2 separate regions of the Mus musculus genome follow, and region 1 is linked to region 2. Evidence: chromatin contacts called from public Hi-C data. All regions are on one chromosome and are shown on one strand. Each heading gives the region's core, a stretch centred on a gene start, on an enhancer-like site or on the middle of the called end of the contact. The rest is flanking DNA. Distances are from core to core; before and after follow the strand shown. Region 1 has its middle 5.0 kb from the start of Mdfic. Region 2 has its middle 3.8 kb from the start of Gm36352.

Region 1 (5,915 bases), core at 1,432-3,931, 70 kb after region 2:
AGTTGTCCATAGGAGGTTTTATAGTGCCATTGTCCTAACTCAAGAACAGCTCTTCACATATATCTTTAGATGTTTGCATCATTCAGGGGGAATGGTTACAGAGCACACTGGGATGTCTATGGCAAAGGGCTTTGATCTAGGGTTAAAGCATTCAATTCTACTGGAAGGCTGACCACCACAGAATGCTTCTTCTCATTTAGATCACTGTGAAATACAAAAACTCTGGCATCAGGATCAACTTGAGATATTTAGAAGAGCAAGTGGGGCAGTGGTACCAGGGGTGCCTAGCTACTTATGAATTTCTAAGCCAGTCAATAAAGGGTGGAGGTGGGGGTGGAGAAACAAACAAGCAAAACAGCAGGGACACAATTCACATTGAAAGCACATCTCCGTAGGCCCTCTGGTATGAGTCTGCATAGGAACCTTGGGCACCCTTATAACTCTCCAGCTAGTAAAGCATCAACAGTGCTCTGGAATTGCAGACGCACACCCAACAGCCCCCTGCAGAGTTCCCACTGAATGCCTTGTAGATCCTGTGTTATTCATGTCCTTAACTGTTGATTAAGTCTGCTTCTCTGGATAAGGTTTCATCTCTGTAGGTGTTGTGTTCCACCCACTTCTCTTGGACACAGAAACCTTTGAATCCTCTAGTCTTCATCTTTACCTCTGATTCTTTGGCTCCGTTCTTATTGCCTGCATCCCTTCTGATCTCCTAATTGAGCATCCCAGTGCTTCTAAACTATTTTATACAGCACACCAGGGTAGTTTTTCAAACATTCTAAGGCCAGTGAGAGGGCTCAGAAGCTAAAAGACCTTGACCCCAAGTTTTGACACCTGAATTTCACTCCACAGCCCCACATGGTTGAACAGGTCCTCTGACCTCCACAGGCTCTTTGAATATGTGAATGCACACACCGCTGCACCCCCAAACACAGAGATGTCATAAAGTCATAATTTACATAGTGCAAGCCAGTGTGCTCTAGTCTGAATGCTTGTGTTATCCCCAGTTTCTTTTACTGAATGCTAATCACCAAGGCATTAGATGACGGGGTGGGGGGTGGGGTGACTTGAGGAGGTGATTAGTTATTGCCATGACAAAACAAGCTGCCATGTCTTTTTATAAGGGCACTAATGTCATGACCTAATTACTTCTGATAATACTGTCCCACTGGAAATTAGGATTTCAACACATGAACTGTAAGGGAAACATAAACATCCCATGACACAGAATGAAAGAATAAAATGTAGGCATTGGGTGGCTCACCAGGAGCCAAGCTAAGTAGTCAGAATGAGCCAATGCAGCAAGAAGAAGGAGATGGGATCCTAGGGACATCTTAGGAGCACACATCCAACTCCTGTTCAGACACCAGGTTTATATATGCTTGGCCTAACAAGTGGCACCATTAAAGGGTGTGGACCTGTTGGAGTAGGTGTGTCTCTGATTTAAGACTTTTATCTGTAGCCTCCCCCAGCCTTGAGTAGGCTGGCTTTGACCTTGCTGCCACTGAGTATGAGACCACCTGGGGTGGAGCCTTCCAACTTAGATGGCTCTATTGTTCTGTCACCTGCTGCTGCTCTGAGCTTTGTATGGCTGCAAGGCCACAGAGAGCTGTATTAGCGCTCTCACAAGATGATTACTCTTGTAATTATTCTAATTACAATATATAGGTGAATTAAAGATTTTAAATTTGCAATCAAACTGCAAGCTGCAGTCAATGGAACATTGGCAATTGGCAATTTTAACTATAATTTAAGTTTTTTAATGCAATGTTAGAATATATATATATATATATATATATATATATATATATATATATATATATATATATAGTTGTATATATATAGTTGTATATATATATACAACTTTTGGTGAGGCTGCTCCTGGCTACAGTGCAGGGCAAACTAAATCAGCCTCTGCTGTGTAAACTGACTAAATCAAGAGATGGAAAGCCAGCAGATAAAGTTTTAGCCATTTTTCTTTTTCAACATGAAACATAAAACAACAGTCATTCATACAACGAAACAAAGACAGACATGAATTGACACATGGACATATATTGGTGCACTAAACACAAACAACACAGAGAAGGTAAAGAACTTGACGTAACCAAATCTAAGAGTGTCTCCTGTAGGGGCCAGAGAGAAGGCCAGACGTCTCCGGATTTCCCTGTGTCCCTGGGAGAGTTCTGAAATCCATTTTCCTTCTCTCTCTCTCTCTCTCTCTCTCTCTCTCTCTCTCTCTCTCTCTCTCTCTCTCTCTCTCTCTCTCCTCTCTCCTCTCCTCTCTCTCTCTTTCCTCTCTCTCTCTCTTTCTTTCTCTTTTCTCTGTTTTTTTTTTTTAATTTTACTAGTTTTATTTTATTATTTTAAACCCTATTCCTCTTGCCTGATGCAGTTCTTGACTGCGGACAAATGCCTGTTTTCTTTTTCACTTTCATTTTCCACTGTCAACCCCTAGCTGATATCAGCACTGGGCCAACATGACTCAGTCTAGCCTGTATCCCTTTGCACTTACTGCAACAATTTTGAAAAGATGAAGTTTAAAGCCAACACTAGCATGAATACAAAGTGTTGCTCACTGTGCCAGATACATCTTCTTCTTTATCTTTCTTGTAGAGCTCTACTACCAAGACAGTGTTCTCTCTGTTGATCCACAGGTACCCAGGTCCCTGTTTGGGCACCACTTGTAGCTTCCTGAGGCCACACTAACTTGGGTTCCTAGTGGGAGGCAGGAGCTGTATGGGAGAGAATGACCAGAGAAATAATGGAGGCCAAGACATGTTTCTGTTCAAAGCCGCCAAAGTTTACTAAGAGTCTGTGCTTATAAAGAGGGGAGGCCCATCCCCCACCAGTCCATTCTTGGTGACTGTGGCCAGCCTGTAGGTGATCTGTTGGATGCTGTCTCTGGAATATCTCAAGGGCCTCTCAGCAGGTGACAGAACAATAGAGCCATCTAAGGAGGAAGGCTCCACCCCAGGTGGTCTCACACTCAGTGGCAGCAAGGTCAAAGCCAGCCTACTCAAGGCTGAGGCTGGTGGTTGCTACACTTATCCTAGCTGCCTGGAAGCCTGTAGTATTCTACTAGCAGCCTTCAGATGAAGATGAGAAGCTCTCAACTCCTTCTGCATCATGTCTGCCTGGATGCTGCCATGTACCCACCTTGATGATAATGGACTGAACCTTTGAACCTGTAAGCCAGCCCCAAATAAATATTGTCCTTTATAAGGACAATCGATACCCATGTCTATCCATCTACTATTATTGAGACTCATAAATAAACTCTAAATAGAAGTTTCTGGCTCTGGCCTCTTTGTTTTAAACTAAACCTATAAAGTCCTTCTTGTTTGAGATTTTGGTGCTATGAGCAAAAGAGACAACAGAAAGATATACATCTATGTCTATGGCTCTTTTAGACAATAAGTAAAATGGGTACTTCTACAGTCAAACTCATATATCAAACCATATTCAAAGTATCCTTCTCTTTCTCTGAGACTTTGTGGATTATTCCCACAGAGAATTCTCAAAGATATCTCTTCTGGCTACCTCTATGTCAAACATCCCCACATGTGGTCCCATTCACAATTTTATATTTATTTATTTATTTATTTATTTATTTATTTATAGGATAGGATAGGATAGGATAGGATAGGATAGGATAGGATAGGATAGGATAGAGTTTATTCAGGGCATGGGAGGAGAGTTAAGAGGGTAGTAGAGACAGAGAAAGCAGAGAGAGGGAGAGAGTAGAGAAGTAGAGGTCGGCCATGACCTCCGGTTGAGGGGGAAGAAAAGCAGGGAGAGAGCAAGAGAGGAACAGGAGACCAAGAGCAGTTTTTATCTTTAATTAGTACCTTTATAAGATTTGCCTTGGTCATGGCATCGGTTCACAGTAGTAAAACCTTAAGTAAGACAAGATTCATGGCATGAGATCTAAGGAGAGAGTTTACAAAGCTGAGCTTGAACGGCAGCTAGGCTAGTGTAAGAAGTTTTTTCTATAACTTGCTTAAAGTACATGACTTCATTACTTTGAGTGTGTATGTGTACAAAAAACAGACCAGAGGCCCCAACCACTATCCTCTGCCCCAACACACACACCCCGATTTTGAGATAGGGTTTCTCATTGATCAGGATCTCCTGTAATTAGGCTGTGTTGTCTGTCCAGTATGCAGCAAGGGTCTGCTGGGATTACAAGCACATGCCCTCATGAATGTCCTTTTAACATGTGTTCTGATGATTGAACTCACCGACTGAGTCATTACCCATTGCTTTGATGTGGGCCTGATGATAGCTGTTTGGTTTGAGACTCTTGGGCAAAGGACTGAGATGAATATTTTTCCTACTAAAGCAGACCTGGCCTACAGGTTCTCCTCAGTCCCTACCTGGTGTACCCTACCCCTAACTGTGAACTTCCCAGCCTTAGGGCTGGGCTATCCTTTCCCCAGAGGCTCTTTCCTATATAATCCACACATTTTGGGCTCCCCGCCCTTCTTTTCATTCTCTCCGCTCCCCCCTTCCTTCCCATAGTGACTCTCCTAGCCTCAGTCCTTGTGTCCAGTGAACTCTCCTGAAAAGAGCTTCCCAATAAACCTGTGTTTAATCTAATCTAATATCTAATCTAATCTAATCTAATCTAATCTAATCTAATCTAATCTGACTTGACTTGGCTCATGCTTTTTAATAGGTAAAATGCTTCTGCTGCTCCAGAGAGGTAAATTAATATTGAAAGTGTTAGTTTTTATTTAATGCATAGTATCTGTGCATTTTCATTCCTTTCCTTTGGAAAAACCTCTGTATCTGCTCTTTCCCACCTATAAGAGACTGTTGTCGGCCCTATTTGCTGTAGTGAGATTTACAGGTTTTAAAGTTACTCCTCCCATCTAGATACACTTCTATAGCCACTAGCCACTCCCTCTCCATGCTCTCCCTCATCCTACTCTCTGGTACTCATAACCCTACGCTTTCGGGAGAGCAATAGTCAATGATTTGGAGCATTTCTCACACACGTGGCACTTTTCCAAATGCTATCGGGATATAACCTTATTAAGTCCTCATAGAGAAGCTCACTCGTCTTCCCTTTGTGAGGCAACCGCAGCGCAGAGCATTTGACTCACGTACTCCAAGTCAACAGGGAGCAAGATGCAGCTTTTGACCAACTTGGTGACTCTACAACACAGTGTCCTGGTTGGTTCCTAATATTTTTACTTGAATTTTATTCCTTCCCTTGCTAGAGCAAGACGCTTATACTTAATCCAAGGAACAGTGGAATATGGAGAAACCCTGCTGTTTAAGGCTGAAGTCTATCTACTATGACCAGATAGCTTCTCTGAGCTCAGCACAAAATGGAGGACTCCCAATTCTCTGACCTTGTCTGGGAAGCCTGATTCCCCACAACTTCTACCTAGGGGAAGGAACGTCCAGTAGTCCTTGGCAGACCTACAAGTTCAGTTTCCTCTTTTCCTCTTGCTCTTTTCCCAATAAGAATCCACCGAGCAAGTACCTGGGGATTCCTGGAATGTCTCTCCATGGAAATGAGCTATTCACAGAACTTTAAAACTTTAGCCAATGATTTTCACTTACCAGGAAAGTGCCTTACCACTCTCCAAAGTTCATATATACCCTTGGTCCACCCCAATAGAGGTATTCACCCAAGCTAAGATTGGCAAAAGAGCTGTTTCATTGAAGATACTCAGAGAAGGCCTTTGCCCAAATGATCTGTAACACTAAGATTCTCAGAGAAGGTCTCTCTCCTTTATCCCAGTTCCCTGACCTCACTCTCCACCCCTCACTCCTGCAGAACTCCACCCATTTGGGAAACTGGCTGGCTGTCCAACATTCATACCATAGTGAAAGAGGATGTTTTATGCTCATCTTATCAGAAAAGTTAGGTATCTTATGTCATGTGTAAAAGTGAAATA
Region 2 (6,462 bases), core at 3,396-5,895:
CTGAGGATGTTAGAGTCCCTTGGTGAGCTTTTAAAACAGTAGCAATACCTGGGCCCGCCCAGTATAGGATTTTAATTGATCTGAGGTGATGCTAAGAAAAAAATGTAAAAGCTTTTCAGACGATTCTAAAGTGCTGCCAAGGTCGAGAACAACTGCTCTAAATACTCAGAATTAGCATGGAAATTATCTTGATTATTCAAAAGTATGCTTCATGCCTGAGTTTAGGAGACACGGGAAGGCACTCATTCATGGCTGCTGCCTTATTGTCTAGCATTTCAAAGCTCAAAGCTCAAAGCTCAGTTTGCAAAGTTGTGAGAGAAAGGGCTGCTTGCAGGCTATTTATTTATGCATTTATTTATTTATTTACTTATTTATTTACTTATTTAATTATTTTGGTCCTGATTTTTCCTTTTTAGAGAGTCCGGTTTTTCTTGTTCTTTTTGCTTGTCACACTCACACTTGAACACAACAGTTCGCATATCATTGTTACATCTATTTTTTTTTTAAATTCATTGTACAAGAAACACATTGTTGAGAATGTGCTGCACATTTATTTCAGAATGACTGGGAAGAATGAATCACTTGTCTTAGAATTTATTGCATTCATTTATTGTAGCATTTCATGTACATTTGCATGTCATTAAGATTAAGCAGGTGAGATGTGTGTGTGTGTGTGTGTGCATGTGTGTGTGTGTATATATATATATATATATATATATATATTTATATATGGAAAGTGAGGAAATTTTTGATTGTGAGGAAAAGTCTGCAAGAAGAGGCACCGAGTTCATTTTGCCCCATTTTACCAGTAACAACAAATGAATTAGGAGAATTGTTCTTCTTGTCATTTGCTTTATACACTATGAACAAGAAAAAATGGTTTCTGTAACAGACAAAAGTAGAATATAAGGGTTAGTAAGTGTTGCCAACTGAGTTATCATGGAAGTCCAAAGCAAGCTTTCTAAACAACACTCCCTTTAAATTCTGTACCGAGGGTGGGCTTTGTATGTTTTGCACAGGGATATTTGAAGATGATAATATCATGAAAAGTGAAACATTTGAAAAATCACTTGCAAACCATTCTGTATATATGTCTTACAATGGAATTATCTATAGCTCTTTACCTCAGGGCTAAGTAATACATTCATGTCTGCCAGGACACATAAGAAATTAAGAGGTTATACTAATAAATACTTTGACATATATATCTATAGCTATATCTATACCTATATCTATATATGTGTGTGTATATACTAAAAGTAAATATTTGATCTAAAACTATAACAGTAAAATATATTTACTAATAGATATGATATAAGAATATACTATCTTCTAATAATTACTAAATTAAATTTATATCTAACATATATTGATTTTCCCACTTTTGTTGATAGTAGACATTCAAGTGTATAGTGCTATAGTTCACTCTGTAATAGAATAATTTGAGATCCAAATGACAGATTCTTTAAATATATTGTTTTATATTATTTAGAATATTTTAAACACCATGCATATCCAGGCAAAGGGTTGTATTTAACACCATGAATAAAAGATATACTCATATTTGCCAGCGAGATTTGGGCAAAGAAGATTAAAACTGCTGATAGACATTAATACTTTGGGCTCTGTAACATAGTCTGATAAACTGAGAAGACACTAATGTAGAACAGGAAATTTCTAGTCATCTTGGAGGGTAAATAAAGATGTGAAAGGAAAGCTGAGAGTTTGCTAATCTCTGAACCACACATGCTGATATAGCCCATTAGCTTCTGGATTAACTATACCTGGCACTTACCTTGTTAATTTGCTTACCTTGTTAATTAAAATTATGGCGCTAAAGCCTTTTAAGAGTCATTTGGGTTGAGGTAGAAATACACCAACATCCTTGACTTCCTGTTGTTTGCTGTATAACCTTGGGCCCCTCTTATTACTTGTGGTTGTGATCTGGACACTTTATGCTGGTTTACTAGGAATGGCCACCCATAGACTCAAGAGTTTGAATGCTTGGTCATAAGAAGTGGCACTATTGGGAGGTGTGGACTTCGTGGAAGAAATGTGTGAAGGTGGGCTTTGAGGTCTTATATGCTCAAGCTATGCCCATTGTGACACACAGTCTTCTCCTGCTGCCAGTGGGTCAAGACGTAGAACTCTCAGCTCCTTCTCCAGCACCATGTCTGCTTGCATACACCATGTCCTGCCATGATAATAATGGACTAAATTTCTGAAACTATAAGCCAGCCCCAATTAAATGTTGTCTTTTCTTGACAGGAATAAATTCCCTAATTAAGACACCTGGTGGGTTTAGGTTCTCATTCAAGAAACTAGGCTTTGTGATCCAACACCTCCAGATTCTATTTTAAAACCTAATGTCTCTATAATGGGCTTTAAGATGTTGGCAACATTATTTATTCATTCTAAGCTTTGATTTTACCATCTATTAAATAGCCCAGGCTAGCTGAGCACTATCTAGACAGTAAATACACTATTAATAACCTTAAACTCCTCATCTTTCTATCTCTACTCCCTAAGTGTGGGACTTAGTGGTGTTTATCACTGCTATGTCTCGTTATTATTATTAATTTTTATAATGTACTGTGCCATTTAAAAAAAAGAGATAAGATTCCTAATCCAGTATCTACATTCATCAGAAATATTCCATAATTTGTACATATAAATATATATTTATTTATAAATATATCTATAATTTATAAATATATATGTGTGTATTTATAAATGTATATTTCCTATAAAGCAGTAGAAACAGCAGTAAAACTTAGAAGATGAAATTGTTTGTTGATTCTCCTAATTTATAAGAATCCCATAGCAGATGTGAGTAGTTTCTAAAAACCAAATACTGCTGTTGCTATAGTATAGCTTTCTATGGAAATTCTACATTTAAGAACCAATATTAGTATTTTATTGATTTTTCAGGTGGACCATGAGAAATACCACACAATAATGTGACTATTTCTTTAGCTCTAATAATCTATTCATAGAATAAGGGGTGGGCACAGGTACGTCCACTAAGTTCCCTCCCAGAGCCAACATGGAAGGTTCAAGATGCTCTTATTTGGCTTGTTCATATACACGCATTGTACTAATATTTACAACCTTCATCTGAAATATGGAAGGACAGAAAAGAAAAGTAGCTCTAGACTAAGAGTAGATCTCAATGGTAAAGTGCTTCCTTAGTATACACAGGCCTTTTGGTCAAACCCCAGAACCACACATACATGCCTGTACATGTATGTGCACATGCATGTGCACACACATACACACATGCACACACAGAGGAACTCTGGTTGCTAGAGTAGGAAGACAGTTTAATGAGAAATAGATAAGGTTCCTTGGTCATTCTTGTTGTTTAGGATGACATTGTCTTCTTTATGCTTTAAAGCAGGTTATAGTTTTAGTAAGAGACATGGGTCTCATAGGGCTGTCTGCTATTTACTTGGTGGTGGATATAACACACACACACTTGCTTTTAGTGTGAGCATCAGCTTGCGGTCCCATGGAAATACAATACCCACAGAGTATTATAAGCATGAAATCAAAATGAGCCACAAAACAAAGAACATTACATGTTGAGGGCAACTCCTGACCTTACAAGTTCCCTCCTTGGCTGCAATGGACTTCACTTTTGACACAGAAGTTTAAACAAACAAACAGACAGACAGACAAACAAAATATACACTTATCTATACAGTACAAGCAGAGTATTAAACCAAATAGTGTTCAATGTGATTATTCCTCGTGGTCAGGATGAGGGTCAGGTGTTTTCATATTGTTGGCCTCTTGTCCAAAGAACTGAAATCACGGCTCACATGGGTTTGTAGAAGGCAAAATGACTTTATTCAATGTGGAGGAAAATTAAAGGTTATAAATGGACACACAGTCAAGACTGGAAGCAAGCTAACATGAATGAGAGTACTCGAGGTCTGAATTAGAGTTTAGGACTTCCCTTCATGGGGTTCAAGAGAATGCTGCCAAGGAGCATAGCTGTGATGGATCTGCATTTTGATTGATAGCTTAGGTCAGATATTAATTTTCTCTAATCCATCTGTGCCTTTTCATAACATAAATAATTTTGGTCATATGTATAGATATGGAAGGTAAATAAAGCATTCTCTCTAAATGTTCACTTGAAGGTACAGTTTTACCTTGTTGAATGTGCACCTAAAACTAGTTCATGCCAGATCAGCTTTCCTGTTCTTACTAAGTAATTATCTTGAAAATACACTTGAATAGAAACTGTCTCAGTTTGACTGTTACTAGGAACAGAGAAGTCTCTACTTTTGTTCAGAGATGAGAGCTGTTAGGGTTGGTGTTATGCACTATGTATTCAAATGCTGAGAACTCTGCCCCAAGATCAGGTTGCTGTGTGGACATGGGCATTGTATTGACCAATGTGCTGTACAAAGGCTGCTCAACAGTCACTAATTGGATAACAAAAGGCTATAGCCTGTGACTGGCCAGGAGAGAGAAGAAGTAGAGACTTGAGATGCAGTGAGAGAAGTCTCAGGTAGGGACCATGAGGGAGAGGCAAAGGTAGGGAAGGAGGAGGTTGATGTGAGGGTGGGCCATGAGCAAGTAGCCTACAGAAAACCACCCTGAAGACACACATGGATCCAAGCGAGCACAGCAAGACTCACTTGGTGACTAACATGGGGCCCATGACTGGGATGTAAGTTAGATTAGAAGCTGTCCAACATAGTGTTGACACCATGTTTCTCTGTCTTTTATTTGGAAACTAAAGTGGGGCAGAAAGAATTTCAGATCCCAACCAGTAGAGGACTAGATAGAGAGAGAGGGAGAGAGAGGGAGAGAGAGGGAGAAAGGTGGGGGGGGGGCGAGTGAGAGAGAGGTGGGAGGAGGGAATAGAACATTAGAGACACCATGAGAACAAACCTGGAGCCCAGAGAGCCAAGTTAATACTAAAATGCAAGTATCTTGGAGATTTTGTCAGCAAGGTAGCCAGATTAGCTCAGAGGAATACAATAGATTAATAACTCTTCAGATATTGTGCCATAAAGCTTGATTAAATAAATCATGTAGTCTCTGTTCATTTATTTGAGAGCTAGCTGGGGAAAATTGTCACTTTTAAAACTGCACTAACATTTGATGTCCACTGTCGGGCATAGAATCCAAGCTTAGAAAAGCCCCAGGTAAGAGGCAGTGTGGTTATAGAGAGCAGGTGTCACCTCATGTGAGTCTCTGGTTATAGAGAGCAGGTGTCACTTATCTAAGTCTCTGGGAGGGTCTGGGAGGGTATTTCTTAAGATTATATGATGGGAGAAGGCCTTCCTTCAGAGTGAGAGAGACCACTACAGTTGGTGGCCTACACATAATGAGGTCTAAGGAAAAACAATCTTGCCTGCCTGCCTTTGTTTCTTGCTGGTGAGTGCATCTCCATAGATGTTATCAATGCTATCCTCAATTGTATCAGACTCCAACTTCTATGACTGTGAAAAACTCTCCAGGAATCACTCTAGGCTTCAGGCCAGACTGGAAGAGTTTAGGCAGCCAGCTTAGTGCCTGGGAAGCTAGCTCTCTGCCACTCTAGCTAGCATATGACCACCGAGGAACTATTCAGCCCGTATCACGGAAGAGCCAATCTAATTGCTTTACACCATATATATGCATCGTGTCACTGTTGTGTTTCTAGATAGCATCCTCTGCCTGTTACACATAGTATTCTCCAGTTTGTAACATTAGTATGGGGGTTGGGAAGTTGAGTAAGTGTAAATTAAATGAAGAGTTTGGCATGGGGGTGCATATCTATAATATTAGCTACTAGAAAGGATAGGATAGGTTGCACCTGGCCTTTGCTGTTTCTTGATTCAAGGGCCAATATAGGTACCATAGTGAAACCCTGTCTCAAAGTAAAAATAAATAAGTAAGTAATTAAGTAAATAAATAAATAGAACTAGGGTTGTAGCTCAGTGTCAGAGCATTTGCCTAGCAAACAGTTTTCTGGAATTTATTCTATGTCCAAGATGGTCAAAGAAGAAAAGAAGGAAGGAATAAAGGAAGGAAGGAAGGAAGGAAGGAAGGAAGGAAGGAAGGAAGGAAGGAAGGAAGGAAGGAAGTGAGGAAGCAAGCAAGGGGGAGAAAGTTTGGGGGTTAAGAGAGGTTCATTGCTCAGTGTTAAAGTGCTTAAGTGTGGATCATCCCTAGTTCCCATGTAAAAGCCAGGTGTGATGACAGGTATCTATAACCCCATGGCTAGGGCAGTAGAAACAGGAGGAATCAGGGGTGCAATGGGCAGCTAACATAGCTGCAACAGGAAGCTTCAGGTTCAGTGAAATAACTGGCTTCACAAAATGAGGAAAATAATAAAGACATGAGGCATTGGCCTCTGGCACACACACACACACACACACACACACACACACACAGAGAGAGAGAGAGAGAGAGAGAGAGAGAGAGAGAGAGACAGAGAGACAGAGACAGAGACAGAGA

Evidence for each region. Hi-C and Micro-C count contacts between places; a contact is called where the count stands out from the background.
Region 1: a contact with region 2 is called in a Hi-C map of Th2 cells, with 2.0 times the contacts expected there. The contact joins two enhancer-like sites. A contact is called at or near these places in 1 of 39 promoter capture datasets (macrophages), 6 of 484 Hi-C or Micro-C datasets (Th2 cells, granulosa cells, muscle stem cells and 1 more), 3 of 115 datasets of contacts at active chromatin or transcription factors (CD8 T cells, bone marrow-derived macrophages and embryonic stem cells) and 3 of 9 other capture datasets (adipose tissue, liver and pancreatic islet).

What each region holds. Positions count from the first base shown.
Region 1 is chr6:15,712,705-15,718,619 of GRCm38.p6, forward strand. No RefSeq gene overlaps it. Among named protein-coding and RNA genes, the nearest start is that of Mdfic, 5.0 kb to the right of the region's middle. Within about 2 kb of position 2,682, at least 30 of the 459 cell types and tissues checked have an H3K27ac peak or open chromatin away from gene starts, as enhancers often do. A contact at or near this core is called in Th2 cells, where this site is marked.
Region 2 is chr6:15,640,281-15,646,742 of GRCm38.p6, forward strand. No RefSeq gene overlaps it. Among named protein-coding and RNA genes, the nearest start is that of Gm36352, 3.8 kb to the left of the region's middle. Within about 2 kb of position 4,646, at least 4 of the 459 cell types and tissues checked have an H3K27ac peak or open chromatin away from gene starts, as enhancers often do. A contact at or near this core is called in Th2 cells, where this site is marked.